2 separate regions of the Mus musculus genome follow, and region 1 is linked to region 2. The links are chromatin contacts, called in public HiChIP or PLAC-seq maps. All regions are on one chromosome and are shown on one strand. The core of a region is the stretch at or near the end of the contact, and the rest is flanking DNA. Distances in the headings are between cores, read along the strand shown.

Region 1 (5,640 bases), core at 224-2,723, 940 kb before region 2:
TGGTACTGGCATCTCCAAAACACTGCATGACCCCTTCAGTCCTGGGCCTTCATTTGCAACTGAGGCTGCACCCTCACCAATGGCCTTCCATGGCCTCTCACAGTGCCGAGCCTCAGCTGCTTTGCGTGACCCCTTCATGCCTTCAAAACCAGTACCACCTAGGTGACCCTTACATATTACCAAGTCCTGCTGCAGCAGGAGTACAACCTTGGCCATCTCTGGAACACAGCCTCTTTGTGCTTTCAGAAAACACTTCCCAGAAGTTGTCACCTCAATGATGCTGGTCTCTTCTTAATCACCGCTAATTTCTTAGCTCCAGCTAACCAGCATCAATAGTCCCAGTAATGCAAAGGTTTTGCTTTAGTAGTTCTGGTATCTTGTTAATCACAGCTGATTCTTCAGCCCCAGCTAACCAGAACCACAGAATAATCAAACTCCAAAATAGCAATGTCCCTGAAAAGAGTCTTTAATTTTCCCTCTGAAACTTCACAAGCCAGGCCTCCATCTTCTGCACTGTTCTCAACATTATCTTCCAAGCTCCTACACAACATCCGACAGAGCTCTTAACAACGGATGGATCTTCAAGCCCAAAGTTCCAAAGTCCTTCCACAGTCCTCCCCAAAACATGGTCAGGTTGTCACAGGAATACCCCACACTGCTGGTACCAATTTGCCTTAGTCAGGGTTTCTATTCCTGCACAAACATCATGACCAAGAAGCAAGTTGGGGAGGAAAGGGTTTATTCGGCTTACACTTCCATACTGCTGTTCATCACCAAGGAAGCCAGGACTGGAACTCAAGCAGGTCAGGAAGCAGGAGCTGATGCAGAGGCCATGGAGGGATGTTCTTTACTGGCTTGCCTCACCTGGCTTGCTCAGCCTGCTTTCTTATAGAACCAAGACTACCAGCCCTGAGATGGTCCCACCCACAAGGGGCCTTTCCCCCTTGATCACTAATTGAGAAAATGCCTTACAATTGCATCTCATGGAGGCATTTCCTCAACTGAAGCTCCTTTCTCTGTGATAACTCCAGCTGTGTCAAGTTGACACAAAACTAGCCAGTACAGTAGCAAAGGCACATTGGCTATCCATGTCTCTTGTCTTTTCTCAGCTCTAACACCTTGATCAGAGCTGCCAGTTCAGCTTTCTAGGCTGGCATTCCTCCCAGGCTCTGCCCATATGATCTTGGAGTCTGAGACCACTGCTGCCCCAGCATACCTCTGTCCATCCTGAATGAGGCTGTTGTCATTGGAAAACCGTGTTACCTCTGCATCCATCTGAACAATCATGCAGAGGCCCATCAATTGAGCTCAGAGTCAGGCAGCAGAGCAGCTAATCCTGGGGGCATTCAAGAAGAGAGGCTGGGGCTGAGTCATTCTGGCATCATTTTTAACCAGGAGGTCATTGCTGCACTGATGTGTAAACAGGTCAGCTTCTGCCAATTAGTGACACATTGGCCATTGGCTGATGCCAAGGTCTGGAGTCTGAGTATGCATCCTCAGGGCCAAGCAATGTCAGCTGTAGTTGGCAGAGTAAAGCCTTCTTAGTGGAGCCTCAAATAGTCCAAGACCTCTAAGAGGTCTTGTGTTTTTGTTTTATTTCTGTTGCCACTAGGAAGTTATTTTAAACTGATGAAGAGACTTTATCCTCAGGTTTAGCAAGACATAATGTTGAACTTTATTAATTATCAACAAAAAGGCTGGTAGGTTTCCCTTTTACTTTTAGGGTTACCCTGGCCTTGGAGAGGGGGCACTTTTGATCTTATGGCCCCTCTTATCTACTTCTCTGTTTTAGGCATCTCTTACAGTCTTCTGGTTTGGCTTTGGCTGCTAACAGATCTTTGCTAGGTCTAGAGTCTGTTCCTTTTGTCCTCTCCTCTGCTTCTCCTTTGCAGTCTCTCTTCTATTAAATACTCTCTCTGCCACTATCATTAGATCTCTCAGACTTTTTCTTTTTTCCTAACCTCTCAATCTTCTGGAGCTTTTTCTTAAATATCTGGTGCTTCCTGATTAATAAAGCTAGAGTGATGGCTGCCTTTGCTTCTGGTGGTTTAGGGTCCATGGGGGTGTACTGTCAAAATGTCCCCATGACCCTCTCTAAAAAAGTTTTATTCCTGTCTAATATCATACACTCTGGCCAAATTTGTGGGCTGTCTTGTGGCCACCTTGAGACCTGCCAGCAAAGCCTGACAGTAGACTAAGAGCCTCTTCTTACCTTCAACAGAGTTAAAATACCAGTCTGAGCTAGATAGTGGAAAGCAAGCATTTGGGGGGGGGTCTTCTGTGGGGCCAGGAACCCGCTTCCTGGCCTATTCTGTGGTGAAGGGAACCTGTAGAATGTGGTAGACATAGCCTGTCTCATGTTAATATGTCCGTCAAAGCCACTTTGTCAAAGTCATCTCATCAAAGTCACCTGTCAAAATCATTTTATCAAGCTCATCTTGTCAAAGTCACCTCATCAAAGTCATGTAACAAGAGACACAAACACAACATACAAAAACACAAATAAAACCTTTCCTGTCTTTCAAGCAGAAAGAAGAAACAGCCAGAAAGTGTCACTCATGAAAAAGACCTCTCTATGCCACCCAAAACACAAGTCCAACCTTTTCTCTCTACCAGGCAGAAATGGGAAATAACCAGAAAGTGATGCACACCCACAAAAAATTAACCTGATTGGTGGGAGTCTCTCAGCTCCTCTGAGCCCACACCTATCCCAGACCAAGACTCAGGATGTCTCCTGGCCCCACCATAAGCCATGGCTCTCAGATACATCTATCCTAACTGCAACCTGCCACAGAAACAAATTCAAGGCCTTGTACCCAGAAGGATATGACACCGTTTAGAATCAATGAACAGAAAAAGGTACAACCAGAAACAAAAATCAACCAAAACCAGGGGGAAAAAAATACAGCCAGTAGTAACAAAAACCAACCAGAAGGTGGCACTCACAGCAGATGGATGTAGTGCCACTCAATCTGTGAACAGAGGCAACCAGCAACAAAAACCAAAACCAGAAAAAAATATAGCCTGTAGTAACAAGAACCAACCAGAAGGTGGTGCTCACAGAAGACTAATGTGGTCACTCAGACCTGGAAAAAAGGGATACAGCCCATAGTAACAAGAAACAACCAGAAGATGGTACTCTCTCACACACACACACACAGAACAACAACAATCCTCAGTACTGCACAAATATTTACTCAGACCTGGAAAAATCACTATGGCAACATAAGTCATTTATAATACACAAGTTTGTCATGATCTGTAGATCTCACAGAAAGTTTCTAACATTCAGACAAATTAGGCACCACCCAGATCACAAGCTTTTGTGCCACTGAATAATAAAAGAATTTCTGGGGGTATCGCCAATCCAGATTTCAAGTTCTTCTACAGAGGTATAGTAATAAAAACAGCTTGGTATTGGCATAAAAACAGACATGCAGATCAATAGAATCAAATTGAATATCTAGACATAAACCCACATATCTATGGACACCTGATTTTTTACAAAAAAAGCTAAAAATACACACTGTGTATTTCAACAAATTGTGCTAGTCAAAATGGATGGCTGGATCCAGTTTGGAATTCACTCTGTAGACCAAGACGACCTTGAACTCAGAGATCAGCCTGCCTCTGTCTCCCAAGTGTTGGGATTAAAGGCATATGCCACCACTACCCAGCTGTTAACACTAACCTTGGAAGGCTGAGTCAGGAGCATTTTGAGTCAGGAGAAATTGCATAGAAGAATGTAAATAGATCCATATTTATCACCCTGCACAAAACTGAACTTTTAATTGGGTCAAGGACCTTAACATAAGAGCAGATATACTAAACCTGATAGAAGAGAAGTGGGGAAATAATCTTGAACTTATTGACACAGGAAAAGACTTTCTAAACAGGCACTAAGATCAACAATTAATAAATGGTGATGTGCCAGGAAGTGTTTATGAATCCAAAAGACCACCAAGGAGCCATCTCTGACATAATAGCATTAGAGTCTCTTTATTACAAGCTCAGGCTTGGGCTCTCTTCCAACCCAACCCCGACACAAGAGGGCAGGAAGGGAAGGTGGAGCCACCTTGAACCCTCAACAAGACAAGTTTTTATAGGAAAATAGGAGCAAGTGATGTTGGAGTTCGTCAGAAGACCCTTACTCAGAACGACCTCAGAGACAGCCGCCATCGCTGCAAAACACATGAGGATTTTTATTGATCCAACATGTTGGGGACTCCCCTCCCAGCACACAGGCCAGAGGAGAGACCCAGAACAAAGAAAGAACACATTTTTTATACCTTTGTAAGGGGCATATTTGAGCAACAGGGTTCTCATTGGTGTAGCAAGTAACCCTTTCAGGCGTTGGTTGGTTTGTATAGGATGACTAAGTAACCCTTTGGCCTAATGACTCACTTTGCTTGCCCCCATGGTGGGTTATTATGATTTGGTCAGCAAAGTAATAGTACATTTTGAACTTATGGATCAGCTATTAACATCAGGGGAATTCTTGCAACAAGGTCAGGGTGGTTTATGGTCTTTGTGAGAATTCAGTGTGGGGGGGGGGCAGGAGAATTGCTAATCTTGTTATGGTTATTTCTCAGAGAACAGCTATTGTTTTGGTAGTTGCAAGCTTAATCATTTTGACCGCGAAAACTATGTTTTTACATTTGTTTAGTCAGCCAGCTTTCTTATCTGGCTCTGCACTTGGCCTGCTTGTGCAGTTTGGAAAGTCCTTTTCGAAGGGGGAAGGTACTGGGTGGTCTTCAATTCATTTTGGATATTACAGTGAGAGGGTGAGGGAGGTGGTGTCCAGTCTGTCAAGCATCTCATAGAATGACTGTAAGCCAACAGGTGGGTGCTCTGAAGCAAGAGTGTATAGAGTCACAAGCCATCTGAAACAATCAGACTAATCTTTGATTAACTGTTGCTAGGTGGGGGGTGGGTGGGTATGGGGGACTTTTGGTATAGCATTGGAAATGTAAATGAGCTAAATACCTAATAAAAAATGGAAAAAAAAACTGTTGCTAGGAAGTAGCTAGGGAGTAACTCTGGCCAGGGACAAGCTGTGGGGTCCTTCCTGGTACTTCGATGCAGCTTGGGTTCTGCTGTAGGTCAAGTTCTCAGGCTCTTTTTATTTTTTATTTTTCTTTTCTTTAAGATGGAGGCCAGTCCCAGGATGGAATAGGTTTGGCCTCTCAATGGGACCTTGTGAAACTGGGATGCTTCTGTATGGCAAAGGACACCATCACTTGAACAAAGTGGCAAGTTACAGAATTGGAGAAGGTCTTTACCAATTGCTTATCCTATAGAGGGTCAATAATACATAAAATGCATAAAGATCTCAAAAAATAGCCAGGCAGTGTTGACAGTGCCTTTAATCCCAGCACTCTGGAGGCAAAGGCTCCTGATCTCTGAGTTCAAGGTCAGCCTGCTCTACAGAGCAAGTTGTAGGACAGCCAGGACTATACAGAGAAACCCTGTATTGAACAACAAAACAAACAAAAGAACTAAAAAAAAAAATCAAAAAACAAAAAATTTAACATCAAGGCTGGAGTGGATAAAAGCACTGGCTGTTCTTCCAGAGGACTGGGGTTCAATTCTCAGCACCCACATGGCAGCTCACAATTCTCTGTAAGTCCAAGATCTGAC
Region 2 (5,575 bases), core at 2,509-5,008:
CTAGTGAGAGCGCCTTAGGAGGCCCAGCTTGGGACCAAAAGGGATCTGTGCTACTTCCTGGCCTTACAGGGCAATTGGGGTCCTGCCTTCAGCTGAAGGGCTTTGTCCACAAGGCCTCAGTGGACTGGCAGGACAGAGGGCTGGAACTGAATAATGTTCCCAGGGTGCCTCTGCCCCTCCCTGAGAAGGCCCGTCTGCCTGTGACACAGCCAGCCCACCCTCAATCTGAAGTGCAGAAGAGGACAGTAGTGAGTGCTCAGGCCGAGGCATGGAGACACCAACCCAGTGCTCCCTAAGGTTATAAGCAGCAGGGGTGATAGGGCTCCTCCCAGGGTAGGACACAGCTGTTAAACAGGAATGGGTCCCAAAAGACCAGGGAACATCTTGGTCCCTCAGTCCCCGCCCTTGAACGTTGGCAGGTATTCCCAAGGTGGAAGTTCCCTGCCATACAGTCCGGGCACTGATGAAAGGCAGTTCAAGGCTGAAAGCTATATAGCTGAGTTAGGGTCACTGTGGCCCTGACTCCTGCCATAACCATGGGTAAAGAGTAGGAACCCAGTGGACAGGGCTAACAGGTACACACAGCTATGCTGGGAAAGGCTGCTTCATGCTTGGAAGCTAGGGAAAGGAGTTGAGAGTTGCAAGCCTTTTGCCCAGCCCAGGGGTGGGGAGTGGAGGACTTGATAGAATGAGCATCCCAGTAGGCCTGGGCCTTTGGGGAAGCCTGGCAGTTTTTGTGGAGACAGTCATGAGTCCTAGGTGGAACACATGGCAGTGAGAAGTCAGTGCAAAGTAGATGAGGCCACGTATAGATAGATGAGGTGTAGAAGCCTCTAGCTGTACTTGAGCAGACTGATCTCGGTGGGCACAAATATCCCAGTCCTCAACAGAGAAAGGTGCCCCCCCCCCCACACACACACACCTTGCCCCCAAGCAACAAAGCCTACTTCTCTCTCCACCAGGAGGCTGCCCCTGCTACCAGGCCCCGACACTCTCAAACTCCACCTTGGCCGAGGTGGTAAAGTGGCACTAGCTTTCCTGAGGTCTGCTCCCAAGAAGCATCTGAGAAGATGGATGAGAGTCATGCTCTTCCCCTCCCTCCCACATTTTCTGTATAACCTTGGGCAAGTTACCTAACCTCAACTCCCTAATCTGAGAAATAGGGTTAAAAGAATACACACCACTAGGCTGCATAGCTGAAATGACCTGACTCCTGTAGGGAGGAACATAGCATCTGGCAACCTCACTGAGGGTTGCTTTTCTTGAGTTGCAGGAAGTGCCTTGCAGTTTCCCCAGGTGCTTGATGCTACTGAGACATGAAAAGCCCAGCAACTGCCCAAGAGGAGTTCCATCTATGGTCACAGTGATACCATCAGTCACTGTACTTACAAAGAGGCCCATGATTCATAGGAAGAGCCATAGCTATGTATGATTGCCCTTGACTGTCCCCAGATCCTCTTGGTCTGGGGATCTGATCAGGCCTCTAGGCTGGTGACCACTGCCTCTCTGGATAGCAGTGAAGGCAGAGATATGTGATGTGGGTCTTTGATCAAGATGCTATGCAGAACAAACCCAACTTACAGAATGGGACTTTACCTCTTCTTAAAACCCTGGAGACAGACAGAGCTTATACAGGGAAGAATTCCAGGAGGTGACTTAAGTTTGCAGATCTGCGGCACACACTCCTCATAGAACTGTGCCAGGAGGAACAATAGCCTCAGAGTGAGGACAGGGCTTAGACAAGCCCACAGAGGGACAGAGCAGGACCGCAAGCTGATATTTTGTGACCCATTCTAAATTCTGTGGAGCTCCTCTTACAGCTGTATAGGTACACCCTGAGATTTTCTATGTATGCCCCTGTGCAGGTGATAAAATGGCAAATCATAGTTTAATATCCAAAGAAATCACACTTTAATAGTTGAAAAATGCTTGTTTCCTGCATTCTAAAAAAAACCCCAAACTTTAAGTAGAGAATCAAGAAATTCAGAGTCCAAGCTTGCATATCTGAGCCGTGCCCCAGCCCAGTGACTGTCTCATTTTAGGCAAATAAAAGAATTCTTGCTTTCCTTTGTATCCCTCCCAGCACTCAGAAAACAGTCTCAGTTTAAGATTTCAATTTTTTTTTTTGATGCTGGCTTTTAATTTCCTGTTTCACAGATTCTTGGACTTATAAATTCGTAGGTCTAAAGCATAGAATTAGAGTCTGAGGAACACCTAGTAGCCTCTTCAAGATCTGGGACCACCTAGACACAGGACAAAGAATGGAGATACTGGCACTGCACCTCCTAAAAGGACAGTGGGAAAAGCACTGGGGCGTGGTCCTGTAACGTACAACGTCCTACTCTGTCCTGGCAATACCCAAGAAGAGCATTCTCCCTTCTGATCTGGTTGTGGCAAGCCCTGAGCCCCCAGAGTGGCCTTTAACACCGATGTCACATTTGTCTTCTCAGTGGAATGTCAGTCACCTATCCTCCATGTCACCGGCCTAAGTAAACTATGCTCCAAAGGCATTATCTTAAGTGACCCCAGGAGACAAGCCACCCTTTGGTCCTCAGCCTAACTGAAATACCTACCTCACTAGCCTGACTACCAGAGCAGCGCAGCCTCCTAACGCTCCCAGGCGTTGGGAAGGTTTTCAAGCACTGGATCGTAAGAGGACAGCTCAGACTGTCTGGCCAGCCTGCACAAAGGCCCTCACAGACCTACGGAGGCTGGCCACGTGCCAGGTCCTCTCCATCAAGTCACCAGCTCCTCAGGTGTCTGGGAGATTCTCCCGGTGTTCCAAAAGGAAAAACAATACGCCTGCCTCCATGATCCAAAAGCTGATCCGGACAGAGATGAACACATGAGAGAGGCTGTGCCCGCCTCGACATGCAGCATGGAGAGCACAGACCGTTTGGTGTGCGAGCGAGGGCTCTTGGAATTCACTTCTGGAAGAAGTGCTACCTAGCGCTCTCCACGGTTTCGGAAACACGGGAGGATGGGAAGCACGGCCTCCGACACAGAGACACCACCGTAAGCCGGAGCAAGGCAGCTCTTACGCCAGGCGGCGCTTGTTGATGACATCACAAGGACGCACCTTATAGTCAGGGGCCGCGCAGGCGTTCTGCCGGCTGCCGCGGGCGCAGGGATTGCGCTGATATAACCACCTGACTACCGGAGCTTGCAGTTTCGCTCTCGGCCGCCAGTCTAATCTGGAAGCGCCTCGTAGACACTCCCCGTCCTATGGTTTTTCCCGAGCTCGCTTGCAAGCCCCACCACACTGGCCAGCTCAACCGCCACAGTCCACCCTCCGGAGTGCGAGGACGCACGCCCCTGGCAACTCCTAACCCCTCAGTTTGAGGGGACACTCCCCACTAAGTCCCAGAATTCCGCCCCCCCCCCCGTGGTTCCTTCTGGCCATGCTTTCTGGCTTTCTCTCTATGCTGTGTGATTCTAACTGCCCCTAAGGTCGTGTGTAACCCACGTGCAGATCAGGAACCTAATCCTTTTTCCTGAAATACCTCTCACCCTGTTCGTCTTCCTGTGCGCTCATATCCAAACTCACTGATGACCACGCGGCTCTTCCCCAGTGTCCCCCCTCTACGGAGACTAGCTTGGAAACTCATTGCTCACTATTAAACGAAGGAAGGAAAAACAGCTTATCGTTGCGGTCCTCTGGATCTTATGGTCTAGTGCCGATTGGGGTACAGGGTATCTCTGAATACCTTGCTCTGGGTAATGTGGTAGCTACAGGAGGAAGTTAAGTTGCTATGGAAGGCAGTAGTGTGCACAGGCTGCACTGCTGGACCTGCTGCATGTTTATTTTGACCTGGCCCTGTCTCCTATGGGCCAGCGTCATTGATCAGATGAAAAGAGCTGCACAATGGGAGGTATGTGCACCTTCCTGGGAAACCCAAACTAGGAAAACTGGAGCCTTGCTGCAGCTTGGGTCTATAAAGGGGCAAGGAAAGTTCTTCCTTTTGTCAGGAACAGAAAGGGCAAGAGGCAGTATGCTGTATAACCTGCTGGTCCCCAGAAAGGGATAGCAATGAACAAAAGACCAGTCAGGTTTCACACTCAGCAGCTGCCCAGATCCACCCCAAGTGGCACTTTGGGATCTGCCTCTGAACATGCGACTGCTGGGGAAACTGAGACCCGCTAGCTGGCCCTAGGTCTGTCCAGCTCAGGAATGTTCCCTGCTTGTGACAATTGAGCGACCAAAGCAGATTAACCTGGGTGTTAATCCCCTCTAATGGTTTCAGAATCCTCGATGCGAGGCGCTAAGCCGGCCTTTCTCCAAGGCCTGCAGAAGCCCTTCCCAAAGCCTTCGCCTGCAGCCGCGCCGATGCTATCTCAGCCCCGCCTGGCAGCGAACCCGCTCTAATCCCCTGTGCTCTCTTTCTTCCCCTGCCTGCCTGAGATGAGGCCGATTGGCGTTTGATTACCGCGCTATCGAGGACCCTTTGTGCAATCGGCCCCAAATCCCCTAATTCTGTGATAAAGGCTGCATTAGCAGACGTTTGCTGTAGAAAAGGCACTGGCATGAAAGAATGCAATCAGGGGAATCCTGATGGCCTGGCGCAAGCCTGTTAGTGAGTGAGGACAACAAGGAGAGGGGGATGCCTCCATTCTACAGGACAGGGGAGGGGTGGCGAGGCCCAGGAGAGGGAGGGCATCGTGTCCTGGGTATCTCCAATCCATCTTCCTCAGCTCTGAATGTTTGGGCTGCAAGAGGAGGGTCCACCCCACCTCCAGCCTCACCATCGCACTTTCAAGACCTTGGCTTTGGATATATAGAATGGTGGTGCCTACCTTGAAACGCAGGGTTAGGAGAGAAAAGTGGCTGGAAATGAGTTAGGAGGCTATTCCTGGGCTGGCGTATTGGCTCCTGCCTCTATCCCAATGCCTGAGAGGTAGAGGCAGGAGAATCTAGGTTAGTAAGCTACATAGTGAATTCAAGACCAACTTGGGTTATATAAGACCTCATCTCAAAAAAAAACAAAATAAAGCTAAACAAGCAGAACAAAATAAAACATTCATCAAAGAAAATGGCAGATGGCAGAGACTCCTAAAATGGCACCGCTAAGGTCAGCAGCAGGTAGGACTGGAAAAGGCCAGAGGTGGGGAGGGAAGAGTGGTGAGTGTGGTCCTAGGGTTGAGGGGTCGGCAGCTCCAGGGATAGGTAAGAGTTTCCCAAGGGATGCAGGTGGGCTGGAGGGCTCTTCACCTGGGTGGGCAAGTGTGCACTTAATAACATAAAGACAGCTGACATGTTAATTTACTGAAGTGTGGGAAAAAAAAAAAAGTCAGGCCATATCAAGGAGGACACGTGGCTCTGTCCAGAGCTGACTCATCAGCCCTCTAGCTGGTGACCTTGGGTCATTACCTGAATGACAGAGCCACCCAAACCCTGAACAGAACTTGCTATGGCTCTAGAGATCCCAAAAGGCTGGCTCTGATTTCAAGGTGGGTCACAGATGAAGTCCACGGACTTCTGTCTGGAGACTGGTCCTGCAGATGCCTTCTGCTTAGTTGTCTCCCTCCCCTGTCTTATCAGGTAGCCCTGTTCTTCCCAGGGTGACCAATCAACTCA

The links. HiChIP or PLAC-seq counts read pairs in DNA pulled down with a chosen protein or histone mark.
Region 1: a contact with region 2 is called in an HNF4G HiChIP or PLAC-seq map of pancreatic cancer cells. The contact joins two enhancer-like sites.

The regions. Positions count from the first base shown.
Region 1 is chr16:18,856,149-18,861,788 of GRCm38.p6, reverse strand. No RefSeq gene overlaps it. Among named protein-coding and RNA genes, the nearest start is that of Mrpl40, 18 kb to the left of the region's middle. Within about 2 kb of position 1,473, at least 44 of the 459 cell types and tissues checked have an H3K27ac peak or open chromatin away from gene starts, as enhancers often do. A contact at or near this core is called in pancreatic cancer cells, where this site is marked.
Region 2 is chr16:17,919,529-17,925,103 of GRCm38.p6, reverse strand. No RefSeq gene overlaps it. Among named protein-coding and RNA genes, the nearest start is that of Slc25a1, 5.9 kb to the left of the region's middle. Within about 2 kb of position 3,758, at least 399 of the 459 cell types and tissues checked have an H3K27ac peak or open chromatin away from gene starts, as enhancers often do. A contact at or near this core is called in pancreatic cancer cells, where this site is marked.